Linked DNA regions of Zea mays: regions 2, 3 and 4 are each linked to region 1. The links are chromatin contacts, called in public Hi-C maps. All regions are on one chromosome and are shown on one strand. Each heading gives the region's core, a stretch centred on a gene start, on an enhancer-like site or on the middle of the called end of the contact. The rest is flanking DNA. Distances are from core to core; before and after follow the strand shown.

Evidence for each region. A called contact is a pair of places that touch in the nucleus more often than the background predicts.
Region 2: a Hi-C map of ear shows a contact between it and region 1, with 4 times the contacts expected there. The contact joins the promoter of LOC100272804 here to the promoter of LOC100273203 in region 1. A contact is called at or near these places in 5 of 25 Hi-C or Micro-C datasets (bundle sheath, ear, endosperm and 2 more).
Region 3: a Hi-C map of bundle sheath shows a contact between it and region 1, with 3 times the contacts expected there. The contact joins the promoter of LOC100384853 here to the promoter of LOC100273203 in region 1. A contact is called at or near these places in 7 of 25 Hi-C or Micro-C datasets (bundle sheath, ear, endosperm and 3 more).
Region 4: a contact with region 1 is called in a Hi-C map of bundle sheath, with 3 times the contacts expected there. The contact joins the promoter of LOC100278089 here to the promoter of LOC100273203 in region 1. A contact is called at or near these places in 5 of 25 Hi-C or Micro-C datasets (bundle sheath, ear, endosperm and 2 more).

The regions. Positions count from the first base shown.
Region 1 is chr10:6,542,623-6,545,582 of Zm-B73-REFERENCE-NAM-5.0, forward strand. It overlaps LOC100273203 (VAMP protein SEC22), which reads right to left and starts at 1,491. Exons shown (of 1, transcript NM_001147646.1): 1 at 467-1,491. The coding sequence starts at 1,373. The coding sequence ends at 732.
Region 2 is chr10:6,199,504-6,202,463 of Zm-B73-REFERENCE-NAM-5.0, forward strand. It overlaps LOC100272804, which reads left to right and starts at 1,560. Exons shown (of 6, transcript NM_001147257.1): 1 at 1,560-1,732; 2 at 1,846-1,944. The coding sequence starts at 1,701. It overlaps LOC103640777 (protein FAR1-RELATED SEQUENCE 5-like), which reads left to right. Exons shown (of 5, transcript XM_008664261.4): 3 at 1-286; 4 at 365-426; 5 at 502-839. The coding sequence ends at 717.
Region 3 is chr10:6,253,216-6,256,175 of Zm-B73-REFERENCE-NAM-5.0, forward strand. LOC100384853 reads left to right here and starts at 1,416. Exons shown (of 20, transcript NM_001362566.1): 1 at 1,416-2,058; 2 at 2,168-2,229; 3 at 2,623-2,726; 4 at 2,837-2,918. The coding sequence starts at 1,908.
Region 4 is chr10:6,809,379-6,812,338 of Zm-B73-REFERENCE-NAM-5.0, forward strand. LOC100278089 reads right to left here and starts at 1,565. Exons shown (of 4, transcript NM_001151481.2): 1 at 1,196-1,565; 2 at 1,003-1,107; 3 at 415-586. The coding sequence starts at 1,474.

The sequences.
Region 1 (2,960 bases), core at 241-2,740:
GCACGCCCAATATGGTGTTCCTTGCTGGCTAAGTGAAGCTACAGCTGTGTGCTGCTGTTGAGTGAGGATCAGAGACACACACAGACAGAGAGAGAGAAGAAGAATGATGAGTGCTGCTGGGCGACCAACCACCGCTTTGGCATGGGCAGTAGAGGACGATCACCACAGGAGAAGGAGAGTCCCCATGTGCTTGCTGTGTGTGTACTTCTACTTGGGGTTCCCGGCTTCCCCCACACCAAATCTGATCTGCTGGCTCCTTGCCCCCAAGCAAAACTCCAAACTCTACCTAGATCACGCGCTTGTTGCGTCTAGCTTTAGGGTCAAACGAACGAGGGATACCCCACCCATTCGCCAAAGACGGTCGATCTGGCTCCGAGATCAACGTGTGACCACTTCGCTGGCTGCGCCGTTAATTGCGATTGATCCTCCGATCCAAAATGTTTATTGACAATTGGAAGCTTCCTTTGAACAACAGTCGACAGAGCATACTAGTAGTATATGGAAAGGTGAAGGAGAAGATGAAAAAAACAAGGGGCTAGAACGAAAGGAATTTTTTTTACCCCTCCTTTACATCCCGCATCACTGCAGCAGCAGTAACGCCAGCAGCGGACAGATAGAAAGAGAGAGAGTTATTACCGCACCAGGCAACGGCAGGAGGTGGAGCAGCAGCTAGAGAGGTAGCCACCATGGTCTCTGGCTCTCTGCTTCCTTCCCCTCCTCTCGCTCCTAATTTAAACCTCGACGTGGCAGTAGGTGGTGGTCTGGAACCTGAACCCGGAAGCGCCGGGCGCGCCGTTGCCGCCGGCGGTGACGAGGAACGCGGGGCAGGTGACGAAGAGGTGGTAGTGGCCGGAGATCCAGCTGCCGACCTTCCACCGCACGCGGCCGTCGACCTTGACCTGGAGGACGAGGTAGCCCGCCTGGCAGTCCTGGCGGAGCGCGTCGGCGAGGTAGGGCGCGAAGGGGACGCCGGGGCCCGACAGCACGGGCGACCACACGTCCACGTCGCCGTGGCCCTGGTACACGGCCGGCAGCGCCGCGGCCACCGTCACCTGCTGGTACTTGTACGACGCGTACACGTCCAGCCGGTCGTAGTACACCCCCACGCGCTCGTTCGGGTTGCGCGAGGCCAGCGTCACCTGCAGCGTCGTGGAGAGGAGGGAGGAGGACGGGGTGGTGGAGTTGGAGAGGTCTAGCTGCTGGAGCGACGCGTCCTGTAGGTAGAAGCGCGGGTGCGTGGGGCGGACCACCAGGTAGATGATCAGCGCGATCACGCCCACGATCAGGGCCAGGACTAGGAGGATCGCTAGCAGGCGCCGGCACGACCGCCGCAGGTCGTCCTCGCCGTGGTTGCCGCAGTCCTTGCCGCCCATGGCTGGCTGGATGGATGGGGGTGAACGAAGGGACTGAGCGGAGTGGGTGCGCTGTGCCGATTTTGGGATCCGGCTTGGCTTGGGAGTTGGGAGCGAGCGTCTGTGGTTCTTCTTTGGCGGAATGGTATGGAATGGGATGGAGGAGGGAGGGGGAGGACGAAGAGAGGAGTGCTTTTGCAGTGTTATGTGAAGGTGCGTAATAAAGCTGGAGGGGAGGAGGGAGTTTTTAGGGCCTGTTTGTTTACCCCCAGATTATATAATCTGGATTAAATAATCCTAAGAGGCGAACAAACAGTCTAGCTTATTTGTCCAGATTATATAATCTAACCCCTTGGATTATAATAATCCATAAGCAAGTGAAGAGGTGCTTATTTCAGATTATTTTTTTCCCACTTCCCACTACCCTTTCAAGTTTCTTAGAAATTACCCACCATTGCCATTATAATATACCGAATCGTTTTTGCGCCTATCGGATCGGAGAAGCCCGCCGCCCAACAGAAACACGCCAGATAATCTGGGTAAACAAACAGGACTACTCAGATTATATAATCCAAATTATATAATCCAGATTATATAATCCCCAAAAAATAATCCAGATTATATAATTCATTGGGGTAAACAAACAGGCCCTTAATAGGCTGCGGGCTGCCAGTGAAGTTCCGAGGGGGGGCTTTTTTTCCTCGCGCCTGCAGTTCAACGTGTCTGTCTCTTCTCTTGTGTGCATTCTACTCTCTCTCCGTGTCTCGTAGCAGGTAGAGTCGTAGTCCCGTCAGGCGAAGCGAAGGGAGGACTAGTGATGATGACCCGCTGACATCATGCTACATTATTATTGGCTGCGGTTAGGATTAGGAGACTTGACGACGCACCCGGGCAGCAGCGAGCGTGCTTTATTAGTTGTGATCTCTCTCTCTCTCGCTCGCTCGGTCAGCTGGCCGGCCCCGAAACTAATCAAGGTTAGTTCGGTCGACTGCGATGCGAGTAAAGTACTAGTCGAAAGCGTAACGTTCCCATCCGTTCTTTCTTGCGTCGGTTTGGTTCCGTGTGGTTGGTTTGGTTGGGAGCAGTTTCACCATCTTCGCCTCTACTATACCACGACGCACAGACAGTACCGGCCGGCTCCTCGTTGCTTTCACTTTCAGGTGCCGCTAGCTTTTCCGGTCCGGCCGCACCACACACACACTCTCCAGTCTTCACTACGCCCCGCGCGCGCGCGCGCGGCAGAGATAGGGAAGGCAGAGTTGGCAGCCGCCGCCGCCGCCGCCGCGGGGAACCTGCACGCGCCATGGATGGGCGTTGAACGCCAAGTGCTGCTGGCATGGAACGGCGCCTGTAGCGTCGGCTCTCTGAGAGGAAGGGTGGCGGCGTGGCGAGCTGGGTACGTACGCATGTGGTTCGCGTGCTCTGGTGTGGTGGGCCGTATCTCCAGGTCGTGTGTGCATGTGCTCTGGGTCTGGGTACACGCACCCGGAAACAAGAAGCTTCTTCTTCCTGGTCATGAACGAAAACATCCAAACAACCGACCGACCGGCCAATGTCTCTCTCTCTCTATCTCTCTGTGTTGGGTACGGGGGTGGGGAGACGCGGCGT
Region 2 (2,960 bases), core at 310-2,809, 340 kb before region 1:
CGACAGGCCACAACTCTTGCATTGAAGTGTTCGTCATCAAAAGAACTTCTTGATAAGTTGCAGAAAGCCATGTATGACTTGAACTTGGAAGCAGATACTTATCTAAGTGAGATGCATGAAAAATCCAATGAGATTCCCCCTACTCCAAATGAATGTGTCCGACAACCACTAAATGGTGTAATATCATTCAAAATCCCTCCAGTCATAAAAGGTCCAAAGCAAACACGTTTTAAAAATGTTCTTGAAAAGAACCCAGGGAAGAAGAAGAAGGGTGCCCGGAAGAAAGGTAGGGACCTGTTCAATATCTTTTGCTCATGTGTATTTTTTTTCTAATATTGTATTATCATATATATTGCATTTGTAGGTGACGGTTTGGAACATGTTGATATCGAAACAAGAGACGAACATGCTGATGCAAACCTAATTGTAAGACATTAGCTATTTTCACGATTTATTCCATTACAACCATGAATTTTGAACACTTTCTTGTACTATATACAGGATTTTAATGTTGGTGCATCTTCAACCATGAATGCTCCTTTCGTCCAAGGTGGATATGCTAATGTCACAATGCCCCAGTTCAATTTATTTGCAAATCCTTCTGCAATGGCTCCTCCATACATACCAGGAGGGTACACAAGTCTCTTAATGGGAGTTGATCAAGATGATACAACGCAAGCTGCTGTTAGGAAGTTACATTTTGATGAATCTATGTAGACATGTTCTCATGAAATGAACCATAATGTTTTGTAAACATGAATTTATTTTGCTGTCATGAAAGTAATCATTTTGGATATTTGGTTTCCCAACATTAATTTATCTTGGCTGTGATTTCGTCAGCACTGGACAGCCTGGACGCCAGACTTAGGAAAATTCTAAGTCTAGGCTGCCTGACCACAGTGATGCTCAGGGAAGTTTGCAATTATTTTGTGAGCAATTTTCTTTGTAGGGCAGCAGGTTTTGTTGATGATAAATAAGGTCTGGAAGTCAAGGTTTAACATGGTTCAATTGGTTGGAATAGTAAAAGATGGTTACTAATTCTAATCGAAGCCCAAAGTTGGAACTTTGTCACTGTTTCGGAGTGTTCTGACGAAACTGAATCGCTCGGGAAACTGCAAAAGCCGAGCTGCTGAGCCAGAAACGGAGCAGCGACGGCTGCTGAGCCAGAAACGGAGCCGCGCGCTGCAGCGGAACGGTTGGGAGCCGAGGTCAAGCCGAGCGGAAGCGCGTCGATGCGCCAGAAACTCAAGCGTGGGAGGCCGGTGGTCCGATCGCGAACGGACGTCGATGTGCGGGGGTGCGCACGCCGTCCCTGGTGCGCGAGGCGCGCACGCAATTTTCTTCCACCTGGGCTGGGGCGGCTGGGCGGCACGCCGCTGAAACGGTCTCCAACCCCACTGGGCAACTGCAACTGCCTGCGCCAGCGCCCCCCTCGATTGAAATCTCGCCGCCAGTTCGGTCGCAGTCGCACCGCAGCCGTCTTCTCCTTCCCTTCCCTCCTCGCTAAAAAGCCAACGCAACCGCTTCTCCTCCTCCTCCTCCGCCTCCTCCCTCCTCAACTCACCCCAGCACGCCTCAGCCCGCATTCCGCCACCCACGCGACTGATCGACCGACGACTTCCCCATTCCCGCCCCGCAACCCGCAGGGCTCTGGGTTCGGAGGAACCGAGGGCGGGGGACCTCCGACCGGGCCGGGCGACATGTTGGGCGACCTCCTCTCCAGGATCCTCCTGTAAGCTCCCCCCCCTGCCGGCGGTGTTTTGGTTCTCGCCATACGTACGTACTTTGGCGACGCGTGCGGCGTGCTGATTCCGGAACCGACGCGCGTCGGTCGCCTGCGTGCAGGCTCCTGTTCGGCTACGCCATGCCGGCGTTCGAGTGCTTCAAGACGGTCGAGGCGCGCCCCAACGACGCCCGCATGCTGCGCTTCTGGTGCCAGTACTGGTGAGCCCCGTGTCCCCTCCCTCGCATCGCTCACTATCCTTGACGGGGATCCAAATTCACATTCGGATAGGCCTCGTTTGGTAGGGATCCAAATTCTTGCGGAAATGTTCCGGATAGCGAATCGGAGTCACTAGATCATTTGCCTAACGGAATTTGAACCACTGTGAATTCACATTCGGAACCGTTTCGGCCTTCCAAACGGCTCCTTCGTGGCTAAACGGATTCGGGTGTTGTCGGTTGGGAAGCAGCTGCGCCCACCTGGAGATTAGCCAGGACCAGGAGCGTTAGCCTGTTCGGTGGGGTCAGGGCGTCGCCGGTGTACAAAAGGCGAAGCTGTAACCGGTGAAAGGGTATGAAATAGACGAATAGATGATAGCTGAATCTCTGAATCTTGCGTTGCTTCTTCTGAACTTTCCGTTCTGTTCTCGCTGACTCGTCTTCCTCCAACTCCAACTCCACGGTTCAGTCAATTCATGACTCTGAGGGCGAGTAATCGCCGCCAGGATTCTGTTTGAACCATCCCGCGTGCCTACCCGATTTGCTCTTGTTGCTCCCGTATCGTCTGCTCACCAGCCTGCGCGGCCGGTGTGTTACCATTACCAACTGTGTGATGCGTGCGGCGTGCCGTGCTTTTTTTCCCCCTTTATTTACTATTTTTTCGGACGTAGCGTGAGATTCAGGGCTTGCTTAATACTGTACTACTTGATGCAGACTTTAGCTCACCCACCTTAACCTTTTCCATCCCTAACATAACATAACATAACATGACCTGGAACTGTTTTTTTTCGAAAAAAGAAAAGGTTTCTCTACAGGCAAAAAGATCATGCGAAATGATTGTGCCCGCTTTATTTCTGCCTCCCTTTAGTTCTTCAGTTGCAAGCTTGGTCGTGGTGCGTTAATAGTTGGATGTTAGGTGGACGACTGGATCATGACACCTCAATCCTGCATTCCACCAATAAGCAGTGTTAATCAGAGGGTCCTTACCCATTCCTCAGCCTTTTGCCCTTATTGTCAAT
Region 3 (2,960 bases), core at 166-2,665, 290 kb before region 1:
TTGACAGGGAGTAGGCGCAAAGAGATGACGAAGCGGATAAGATAGCCCCATTGACGCGGCACTGACACGTGACAGGGTGTGGTGCCGCCAACTACGGATTGCTCACTCACGCACGCATGTCATGTACGTACAGGATAATCGACGTCGATCGTGACTCGCATGTCGCATGGTGTAGTATAGTAACAACAGCACGAGGACATAAAAATAAAGGTCGCGTAGACAGGCTGAGACCAGCTAGCTGGGAGTGGAACGTGCCAGTCAACCTGACGCCTGACACCCCCCGTACGTCACTTGCACACAACATCTGCAATGTTTTTCGCCCTGGACGACCTGGCAAGGCCTGCCTGCGCCATCCACTCTCTCGGTTACTCATCCGGCGGCCTTAACGTTTCTTGGGTCCTGCGCGTCATCAAGCAACTGCAACAGTTTAGGACAAATCCCCCATCCCACCTTTTCGGTTTGTTTGAAAACTCAAAGGAAAGGTGAGATTGAGATGGAAATATCCGATATCTAAATTACTTGAGTTTCTAAACTAACGGTAGCTAGACCTCTCCTCGTCACCGCCCAAGTATGCCTAATAGTGAGCTAATCCTAAGTCCAAGCTCAAACCCACGCAGCCCCCCCCGACAAAATGGGTTAAGTTTCCTGGCTCTCGCTGCTGCTTTGGACCTGTTCAAATGTTAGATCGGATTGAGTTTGGTGGATTAAGGTTAGGCAATGGACCGTTTGGCACGACCCGCGCCCGTCCGTGCATAGAGGGACACAGGTCAGGTTGGTCCGTGTCTCTCTATTGATCAGTTTGAGTCCGTTTTTTCCTGTTAAGTCGAGTTTTTTTAGCTTTCATTTGAGTTATTTTTTTTTGCTCTGGATCGGGTTGGGTCGTCTTTTAAGTCTCACGGCTTGTACTTGTCTGTCGATTGCTATTGGCAAAAAAACTATAGTTCATACCCGATTATTGAAAAACTATAGTTCATACCCAATTATTGTATTAGTTGGATCGAGTCAATTTTTTCAGTATGGACTGAATCGGTCAGGTAAGATGACTCATGCTTAGATCAACCACTCGCTCTCATACACCACACTTCCTCACAACAAATTGTTTCCCGTCCATCGGCCACGCGACCGAGCCATGTAGTCTCCGACGCTAGTGGTGTACCGCGTACCGGTATCACACGTGTGGATGACGACCACGGGGATGCTATTCTGCGCTCTAAATCATTAATAGTAGGCTATATCTCATCTATTTCAATATTCACTCTCTAAATAGTGATTTTTATAGTGTAAAACCATGTTTTACTCCACCGCCAATGAACTAAAATAACTCCCATGTCAAATAAAAAAATTGAGCACCAAACGACTGCCCCCACGGGTAACTTTCATCCTCGCGGCCCCAATAGCAGGCCTAGAGCCTACGGCCCAGCGGCATCGCGGCGGGAAAACGAGGTGCTTTTCCCGCCAAGGCGCCCCTAAGCCCCACCGCCCCAGTCTTCGCTCCGGCCGCCCTTCCCCTTCCTCCCCAACACTCTCATCCCCGCAACAACCGCCTACCGGCCCGCGCGCGCTGTAGTCTCCGGCAGACACCAACAAGGCTCGTCACTCCCCTACCTCCCTCGGTACTCGCTCCGTCTCTCGTCTCTCGCTCGCGCATCGGCTGGGGGCACGGAGAACGGGAGGCGCGGAAGGTCAGAAGCGGCGGCCGGCGGCGCATCGGCCTCGCCCAGGCCTAGTCCCGCACGGTGCTCGGTCCTTCTCCGATTCTCCCACAGCCTCGCCCCCTCGCCCCTGCGCCCCTGCGCCCCTGCGCGTCCAGCGCCCCAACCCCAGCGGCCTGCGGCACTGATCCACAGTCCACAGACCCGGACACCGGCCGGGCGAGGATCCGCTGACCACGCAGCCTCCAACGCCGCATGGAGATCGTGCGCTCCCAGAGGCAGGTCGCCGCCGCAGCCAGTGGCGGCGGCGGCGGCGGCGCGGGGGCCCTGCCGACCTACAAGGCGGCGCCGCAGCTCGAGGTGCGGCTGGAGGAGTTCGAGCTCTTCGCCATCGACCGCCTCCGAGGTGCGGCTTCTTCCTGGCGAGAGAAATGCTTCCCGATCCCGCGTGGCTTCCTTCCGTTACTTCCCAGATCTTGCTAACTCGTTTCATTGCGTGCGCTGGTAACGAGCAGTTCTCAAGGGGATTTCGGATGGACTCTCGCGTGGGAAGAGGCCGGAGGAGATGGAGAAACTGGTGAGCGATTATCGCCTTTGCCGTTCATGGTCTTGGGGCCTTGGGGGGATGCAGGAGGGAACTATATTTGGAGCATATTTCTGCCTAAAATTTGGGTTTTGCCATCAGGAGTAGGCGAATGTTTCAGTGGTTTCAGTCTTGTGTATGTATTTGAAGGATCAACCTCTTTGTATGGTTTTGATTTCGCTAGAGAATATTAAGAGTGGCTAACTTAGGCCCCTTTGGATGTTAGTCTATTTTTTGTAGCTAGAATTGTTGCTTTCTCCTCAGAATCATACTGAATTAAGATAAACATGGAAGGTTTTGCAACCCTAGTTATGGACTCTATCGCATTCTGGCATTGCTCTAACTTTTGTTTTAAATAGAAATGTCTTGTTCTGTTCTGCACTTCAGGTCAGTGAATTGTGGAAGACACACATGAGGCACCAGGATCCAGCAGAGAATTTGAACAAGGATATAATATCGCACTTTGTGCTCCGTCTAGTCTACTGCAGAACGTAAGATTAATATTCATATGTTTATATTCGCTACATATATTAGCTACGGTTGTTCACTTGTGGTTCTTTTGACCAACTCACCAGAAAGCTGTATTTGATACGACACACAGGGAAGAATTGCGGAAGTGGTTTCTCTCCATGGAGACTACACTTTTTCGGTATCGCTTTCGGCTTGAGAGTCCTGAAACACAGGTGACTTCCTATCCATTTACCATAGAACTGACAAAGGAAAAT
Region 4 (2,960 bases), core at 315-2,814, 270 kb after region 1:
ATGCCACGCACCCGGGCCCGCCAGAGTCCAGACCCACTACTGGCATTGCCATCAGAAAGTACAGGGGGGGCCCCACGGCATGATCAGGTGCTAAACAACTTTCTCTCCCTGGCTGCAGCCAAGACAGACACAGCAGACTACGGCCAAAAGCACCATCAGTAACATCACGTACGGGTACGTACTGGTACAAGAAAACCCGGTGCGTGTCTGGCTGCTGCCGCCATTAACGCCTCACACCGCTCAAGAACGCACGCAAAATCTCGGCGCAGCACAGCACCGCAAGTCGCCAAGTATGATCGAGCATTTGCAAGAACCAAGACGTCTACCGGAGACATCCGTCCGTCCATCCCTTCCACGCGGCACAGAGCGATGGAAAACATGGATTGGCAAAGGGAATGCGAGTGCTCGCGTTACCTTTGGCGGTGGCCGGGGGAGCGGCCGCGTAGCGGTACGCCTCGATGCGCGGCAGGAACACGCCGGTGCCGCCGCGCAGGTTGGCGGGCGGCGGGACGTGGCAGGGTAGAGCAGCAGGGGGCAGCACCGGGTAGTCCAGCACGCCGCCGTGGTTCACCAGGCCGCTCCCGACCTGCGACGACGACGACGAGGAAGGGCAGCAGCAGGGGTAAGCATCATCAGCCATCCAACACAAATGCCTAACACGAACACCAACACTCAGCACAAAAAATGAACTCCAACCCTATGTATGGCGTGTTCATGATTATTAAGCCAATGATAAGGATCATTACTTTCCAAAGGGGAAACAGGTTCGCTTTATTGCGAGAGATAGTTACCACCAGCTGTCATTTTGCAGACAATCAGCGGCGGCGGCGGCGGCGGCGTGGTTCCAAAACAAAACAGAAACGGAAAAAAAACGAAACAAAAAAACACCGCCGAGCATTCTGCCAAACACGGCGCTCCACCCAGCACGAAAACAGAGAAAGAGGCAACAAAGGGGGGGAGTGGCGGCGGCGAGCGGGATCCTGGCTGGTGTTGTTTCCTCACCTGCCAGTGGAGCTGCGGCGGGTACGGCACGAACGGCCAAGACACGGCGCCGCCGCCATTGGTCTCGCCGCAGGACACGACGACGCTACCTTGCAGCCCGCAGACCTGCGACCAGATGTCCGTGTCAGGGCCAGGCGGCCCAGGCCGAGAAAACGCGCGGAGAACACAAGCTAGAGCACAACCACTCACTCACCTTCGCGCCGTAGCACGGGGCAACGGCCGCCGCGGCGGCGGGCGGAGCCGCGGGCGTAGGCGGCGTCGGCGGCGGGCCGAGCGGCCACGCCTTGGCGCCGCCGCCGAGGATGCCGGCGAGCTGAGCCGCGAGCTCCTCCACGGCGGCGGCGGCGGCGGCCTCGGGCGGGGTCTCGGCGCCGACGGCCTCGGGGTCGGCGATGCCAATGTCGGCGAGGATCTCCCGCGGCAGCCAGCGGCGGTGGAAGTCGTCCGACTCGGGCGGGAAGCAGTCCGCCATGAGGGAGGGAGGGAGGGAGAGGGCGCGCACTGGCAGGCAGGCAGGCGGGCGACGGACGAGCGAGCGAGGGAAAAGAAGCGGGTGGAGAACTGGAGATGGAAAAGCGGGGGGTGGTTCTTGTAGGCGTGGCGGGGAGGAGGTGGGGGCGGCCTGTGTGGGGCCGGACGGGCTGCGGCCTGCGGGCGGAGGCCGCTGTCGTCGGGTGTCGTGGGTTTCGTGGAGGGGCAGGACGGGGATTTTCCGCCGCCTCTAGTGTAAAACCGGAGATGGGGGAGCGGTTTTCTTGTTTTTTCCGATCTGGCGCAGTGTGTGTGTGTTTCCGATCTGGCCCATGCCTGCCAGCCGCGAGGTCTTCTTGTACTTCGCTGTTCCTGCGTTCGGCATGGGTTCCATGGTGAATGAATTTTGAGCGCGGCAGCTATATTTGGGCTCTCGGAAGAGGGCTAAAACACGCGGTGCTCGTTGCGAAATGAGAGAGGTGGGTGGCTCCGTGAAGAATCTTGTTCGTAAATAGGTGTTTAGCGCGTGGATTATTGTGAGTGTCTGATTGCTCAAGGGGCCACGTAGCTAGATGAGGGTGTGCTCTAACTATAGCACAGTGTAAAAATGGCATCGGTAACATTTAGCACAACATCTACAACGTACACGTCGTCGACATTTCGAGCATCCAGCGTATATATGGGAAAAAGTGTGAATGAGAAGGAAGTTGGGAGGTGTGTGAATGAAGAGGAGATTGGTAAACAGAAATGGTTTGCCGGTTAAGGTGCTTTGAGTGTAAATGTCGAGCATGTTGGTCTTGTTGGATAGCCAGCAATATCGCACTCACTCGACTCGAGTGTTCGGGACTATTTGGTTGCCGTACCAGAACTTTGTCTAGCACAGGCAACCATCGTATACATCATTTTTCGTCTCTGTTAGACAACATCCAAGTAGTCACTTCACGCGTTACTTCCCTTTTTTCGAAAGAAATCTGGAAAGCTACAAAAACCGTTGCGGTTATTGTGTTTTTTTTTCGTGTGTGACCGATTTAACGTGTTCGTTCGCCGCGTTTACGTTTCCAAGTGTTTTGAATGGTGTTTTCGCCTTTTAGAGAATCCAAGGAGGGTCCTCGGAGAAGCAATCGACATGTTCTACAGATCCAAGTCTCTATCTATTTTAAAATTCTTTTCTCCCTGTCATTTCTCCTCCGTAGAGCTAGTTTGGCAACTTGACGTGGTTAACATGAGACAGCAAGCAAAACGAGGGAGAGGATCTTTTTTTCTTTCGCATTCTAATCCCCTCTCTCCGAGTGGAGGAGATTTCACATGCGGGTTATATTTCCATGCGACTGTTTGAAAGTATGAAGTTATGGGATAGGTAAATAATGGGATGTATTGCAAAAAATAAAAACACATATTGCATTAATTACTTCTTCGTGGTAGCTCTAGGCTTCCCTGGTGTGCATCTATGATTTTAAGGGCTCCCGGACAAACTAGACAGTAGACTC